Linked DNA regions of Zea mays: region 1 is linked to region 2. A link is a contact called in public Hi-C data. All regions are on one chromosome and are shown on one strand. The core of a region is the stretch at or near the end of the contact, and the rest is flanking DNA. Distances in the headings are between cores, read along the strand shown.

Region 1 (3,123 bases), core at 51-2,550, 160 kb after region 2:
TTTGCAAATCATGCCATGGTTGTGTAACGACGGAGGCAAGCATCTCTTCTCCAGCGTGAAGCCGTGAAGCGTGGAATCTTCAGAGAGAACTGATGATGAATTTCTGAACAGTCTGTATGGTGCCGAATTCTGGGACTCTGGCCACACCACCAACACTTTTTACGGGGTCGATAGCTCTCTACTGTGCTCCGTTCCGACGCCGTGTCCCCTCTAGTACTCGCCAACGCCAACCAACCGTCTTGCGTCTCCGGCACTCCACCGCAGCCTGACGACGGTGGCCCGAGGCCGCGCATAGAGATGCCACACCACGTAACGTGGTACAGCAGCAGTAGCGTTTCACGGGCATGCTTGGTAATACAGTTTTATAATATTGTAGTTTTAAAACAGTATAGTCTATAATTTTTTATGATATAAATACATACTACATTATTATTTTACCGTAGTAACTATAAATACATACTAACATGAGATATAACCTCTTGCAAATTGTGCTTTATGTATATTTCTCTACTTTAATTTCCATGTTGTTGCTATATTACATATAAACGCTCTATACGTTTTTCTGTGTTTTAAATTCCTGTATGCCTATTTCTACAATTTATTTATTCCTGGGTTTTTATCAATCCTGCAATCCGAAGGAGTTCTGACGGCACGCCGGCCAACGCGGCCGTGATTACCCATCCGTACCACGCTACTGACACACCGGGCCCGCTCCGAAACCAGCGGCGATTCGATACGGCACTCTCGCGGCCCCACACCCCACATACGAGGGACGGTGCCCGGAGGGAGAAGCCGTCTTGGATTCCCTTTGCCTTTTCTTTTTCGTTCTCCCTTTCCCGCTTCAGCGGCAGTCCATAGTCCAACTGCCGCAGTCCATGGCCCTATACACCTCCGTCTCGTGTCTGGGGCCCGGACGGGCCGTCCAGCTCTGCTCCAGCGCGGACGCAAATCCCCCTGCCTTTTGGTGCAGGGGTCGCGGCGCTTTACAGCCACCGCCGCGTGGTCCCCACGCGTCGGCGGGCGTGAGCTGGCGTCGTCTTCCCCGCCACGGCTTCTCGTGCCCTCGCCGCTGCGCGAGACTCTGGGTGTTCAAACGGGCGGGACCGCGAGGGGGCAGTCCGGTCATTCTCACTCCGGGGAGGGTGCAGCACTAGCTCGGCGCAGGGCGCTCCAGCCTCCACACGCTCGGCGGACGGGTCCCACGCATGTGGCACAGTGCCACCGGCCCTCTTTCCCTGCCCATGTGCCCTATACGGCTGTACTAGCCCTCCCCCCTCTCTCTCTCCATAACTCTCACCTCCCAAAATTTACTCCAGTTTCTCTTTCTTCTTATCTCTCCCCCAAGCCTGTCTCTCTGACGCAATGCCGTTTCCCACCGCGCGGTGGCGGCGGCGGCGCGAGGGCACCGCCTCTCGGTGGTGCGGGATCTTGGTCCTGGCTCTGGTGGCGCTGGCGGCCGGTGCGACGGCGGAGACGTCGCCGTTGGACGTGGCGGCGATGCGGGCTGTGGCGAAGGCGCTTGGCGCGGACAAGACGCTGGGATGGGACGTCGCGGGCGACCCCTGCTCGCCGAAGCGGTGGGACGGGGTGTCCTGCGACTCGTCGGGTCGCGTCACGGCGATCCAGGTCGGGGCGCGAGGCCTGACGGGGACCCTGCCCCCGGAGGTGGGCGACCTCACCGAGCTCACCCGCCTCGAGGTTTTCGACAACAAGCTCTCCGGCCCGCTGCCCTCGCTCCCGGGTCTCTCCTCGCTTCAGGTTTTACTAGCCCACAACAGCAGTTTCGCCTCCATCCCCTCCGACTTCTTCAAAGGCCTCACCGGGCTCACCGCCGTCGCTATCGACTACAACCCGTTCGCGTCGTGGTCGCTCCCCACCGACCTCGCCGCATGCGCCTCCCTCGCCAACTTCTCCGCCGTCAGCGCCAACGTCTCTGGCACGCTCCCCGACTTCTTGGGTGAGATGCCGGCGCTCCAGCGGCTGTCGCTGTCCTTAAACCAGCTGTCAGGACCCGTACCGGCGTCGCTGGCCGGCGCGCCGCTGGTGCAGCTCTGGCTCAATGGCGCGCACCTCAATGGGTCGATTAGCTTTGTCAGCAACATGACGTCTCTGGAGCAACTGTGGCTGCATTCTAACGACTTCACTGGGCCCATGCCGGACTTCTCTAGGTTTGATAATCTATGGGATTTGCAACTTCGCGACAACGAGCTCACAGGGCCGGTGCCTGAGAGTCTTTTCAAGTTGAAGGCCCTGAAGAACGTGACTCTGACGAATAATTTGCTGCAGGGGCCGATGCCTCAGATTCCTAATCAACTTCATGCTGACATCAAAGCAGATTCAGAGCGGTTTTGTGTGCAGGAAGCCGGGAAGCCGTGCGATCCCCGTGTGAGCCTGCTGCTTGAGGTTGCTGCTGGGTTCATGTACCCGAAGGCACTTGCTACGGATTGGAAGGGGAATGATCCGTGTGTGTTTCCGGGCGTTAGTTGCATACAAGGTAACATTACTGAGCTAATTTTCACCAATAAGGGTCTCAGTGGTAGTATCTCACCGTCCATCGGGAAGATTAGCTCACTTAAGGTGCTAAATCTTGCTAACAATAACATCACTGGTACTGTGCCTGAGGAGGTTGCCGCGTTGCCTTCGCTGACAGAGGTTGATTTGTCAAACAACAATCTATATGGGAAACTTCCTACATTTGCTTCCAAGAGTGCAGTGGTGAAAACTGCTGGTAACCCTAACATAGGCAAGGATGCTCCTGCACCAACAGCAGGATCAGGTGGTAGCAACGACAGTCTATCGGGGGGAGGCAGCAGCGGAAGCATTGGTAACAATGGGGGTTCCTCTCCATCTTCTGTTGGAGTCATTGTAGGCTCAGTGGCTGGTACAGTCGTTGGACTAGGCCTTGTTGCTGCATTGGGATTCTATTGTTACAAGAGGAAACAGAAGCCTTTCGGAAGGGTGCAGAGTCCACATGCCATGGTTATCCATCCGCGACACTCAGGTTCAGATGACATGGTTAAAATCACAGTTGCAGGGGGAAATGCTAACGATGGTGCTCGCGCAAGCGAGACATATAGCCAAGCGAGCAATGGTCCACGCGACATCCATGTTGTTGAAAGTGGA
Region 2 (2,908 bases), core at 57-2,556:
AGCTCACCTGTGGTACGGCCACTGGCATACAGAGAGAGCACGGCCTGGATGGCGACGTACATAGCCGGGGTGTTGAAGGTCTCGAACATGATCTGGGTCATCTTCTCCCTGTTAGCCTTGGGGTTCAGGGGCGCCTCGGTGAGGAGGACGGGGTGCTCCTCGGGAGCCACGCGGAGCTCGTTGTAGAAGGTGTGATGCCAGATCTTCTCCATGTCGTCCCAGTTGCTGACGATCCCGTGCTCGATGGGGTACTTGAGGGTCAGGATACCCCTCTTGGACTGCGCCTCGTCACCGACGTAGGCGTCCTTCTGCCCCATCCCGACCATGACACCAGTGTGGCGCGGGCGCCCCACGATGCTGGGGAAGACGGCCCTCGGGGCGTCGTCGCCAGCGAACCCAGCCTGCCGAGGTTGGTGTTGTTGTTAGGGCCCCAGCAGCCACCGAGAACCTTGCATTCTCAAGAACAGATGTGACCAAACCGGTGGCTTACCTTGACCATGCCAGTTCCGTTGTCGCAGACGAGGGGCTGGATATCCTCGGCATCGGCCATTTTCTACCTACACCAGAGCTCGCCCGATGCCACATTTTGTTAAAACAAGCAGAAAGTATCCATGAGTTGCTCTATAGAATCCGTTCTAAAAGGCATCAATTGAAGCTATTCTCTGTTTCTATTTTTCTCCCAGCATAAGACAGTAATAATAAAAAAAAACATGGCATTGACCACCAAACCACAGATCGGGCCATTTCGTTAACGAAAGGCCCGCGACGACGCCAGATCACGCGCGCAAGCACGCGGATCTGCTGCATTTCAAATAAACGCGCGCCCCAATTCCAGCGAGATCCAGCCGGATCCGCGGCAGGAGCGCGCAAGCGCGAGATCGGATCGGCTTGGCACGACCCCGAGCGAGCAATGCCAGGCGGATCTGGGAGAGCCACACCGCGCCCCCGCGCTGGCAGGGGCAGGCAGAGAGGGACTCTAGGGTGACTGCAGAGATGGTGAGAGACGGTTACCGGATTAACGGAGGAAACGCGGTGAGGAGGCGAGGTGCGGTGAGCTCAGGCAGGCAGAGAAGAGCAGAGGAAGAGAGAACGGTGGAGGCGATGATTCTGTAGGGTTGGGAGAGGGTGGTATATAAAGCCCGGCGCGGGGGTGGCGCTGGCGCTGCGCGAGCGGAGGAGCGCGCTCGGCGCCCCGCGCTGGGAACCATGGCCCCATGCCCTCCCTCCACGCGACCCGGTGCGAGAGGAAACGGTGGCCTCCCACTCGCGGGCGGACGGGGACGGCCAGCCCCGACGCTACGTCATCACGTGCGGACAGGGCAATGGCTTCGGTTCGTTCATTCGGCCGGGTTCGCGTGGATTGCATTGCATGTGGGCCGGCCCGTGTCAGGACTCAGGACTGACACTGACAGAAAATGGACCAGCGCTCGTCATTTGGCACCTCCGAATTTCAAATTTGCTCGGTAAAAAACTTCCAAATTTTGAATGGATATCGCGCTATCTACCACCGAAGTGCTAGATTTTGAATATCTTACGCTGTGCTTCAGCGCGCGTACGGCTTGTTGGTTTTTGCTAATACTAACATTTTTTGTTGGTATACTTTGTTTTGTCACTTCGACACTGTTTTGTGCTTTTGGAATGCTTCACAGCTCACAGCTCATTGCCTGCAGCTCAAAAGCTATATTCGTTCAAAAAAAATAAGAGACTGTTTATTAAGAATTCCAAGCTTTTTAAATTCAACCAAATATATACACAAGAGTAGTAAGATTCACAATATGTAGTAAGCATCGTTATATATTATTGCTTCAAAAAAGCATCGTTATATATTATATAGACCATAGAATGTATTTTTATAAAAAAATAGTTATTAGAGATATAAGGTCATCTCTAGGAGGTCTCCTATTCCAAACTTCACTCTGTAAATAATGTCATCTACAGTTATATATCCCCTATTTTATACAACCCAGTGGAGACAGTCTAAATATAATATTATTTTACGTGTAGTTCATCAAACTTAGAAGACTTTAAACTCTATTCCTATAAATCATCATTTTTCTGCTTCCTATCGTCACCCTTTTGTTTGTAAATAAAAAAGTCTTTGTATTTTTTTCTAATCTAACACATGGTCCAAACATGTGTGTCGTGCATGAAGCGCGTGGCATATCCTCGCTTCACATGTCCTAGTGGGTCGTTATCTATGGATGATAAGAAACCACTCAAGCCTAATAAGGATAGAAGCATAATATCACGCTCCTACATAATATTATCTTTCTACCTAAAAGAGGAGTACGAGCGACCAAACTAACTATAAAGAAGGCTTGTACTTCTTTTTAAATCATATATTTTATCGTTCTTTTGTCTAAGATAAATTATAATATTTGTAATTATCATTTTAATATCCAGTATGTTTACCATATGTTCACCTTAATATTAAGTTTAATTTTTATGGGTAACTTTTTATGAGATGGTCCACCCTACTGCGGCCAACGCAACATGAGTATTGTACTATTAACTCATAAATCGTGTGTTTGTTTTGAGAGGGAGAGAATCGCTAGCGTTTGGACTTCGAATACATGTTGCTTAGGCCGGTGCCAGTGCACCATCCATTCTCGCCTTTGCAATGTCAGCTCTCGATTCCACTCTCACCCCTGTTGCCAGGGGCGGACCCAGGCCTATGGCCGCCTGGGCCACGGCCCGGGGCGCAGGTCCAAAATTTTTTTAGAAGAGCTTTGCCCTGGCCTCTGTCGGTCTGGTCTCTGGCTTCACTGAGTCATAGTTATATATATATATATGTATATCCATCCGGTACAGTGCAAGCTTCGCAAGCACAGGATAACACACATGCAAGCAAGAGCATGCTACGACCACCTACATGTGTCCTGCAGATTTACATACTAGGGTAGTAGCA

The links. Hi-C and Micro-C count contacts between places; a contact is called where the count stands out from the background.
Region 1: a Hi-C map of ear shows a contact between it and region 2, with 5 times the contacts expected there. The contact joins the promoter of LOC103625941 here to the promoter of LOC103625937 in region 2. A contact is called at or near these places in 7 of 25 Hi-C or Micro-C datasets (bundle sheath, ear, leaf and 3 more).

The regions. Positions count from the first base shown.
Region 1 is chr5:10,878,089-10,881,211 of Zm-B73-REFERENCE-NAM-5.0, forward strand. LOC103625941 (probable receptor protein kinase TMK1) reads left to right here and starts at 1,301. Exons shown (of 2, transcript NM_001346014.1): 1 at 1,301-3,123. The coding sequence starts at 1,363.
Region 2 is chr5:10,717,640-10,720,547 of Zm-B73-REFERENCE-NAM-5.0, forward strand. LOC103625937 (actin-1) reads right to left here and starts at 1,307. Exons shown (of 5, transcript XM_008646341.3): 1 at 1,012-1,307; 2 at 491-557; 3 at 8-401. The coding sequence starts at 550.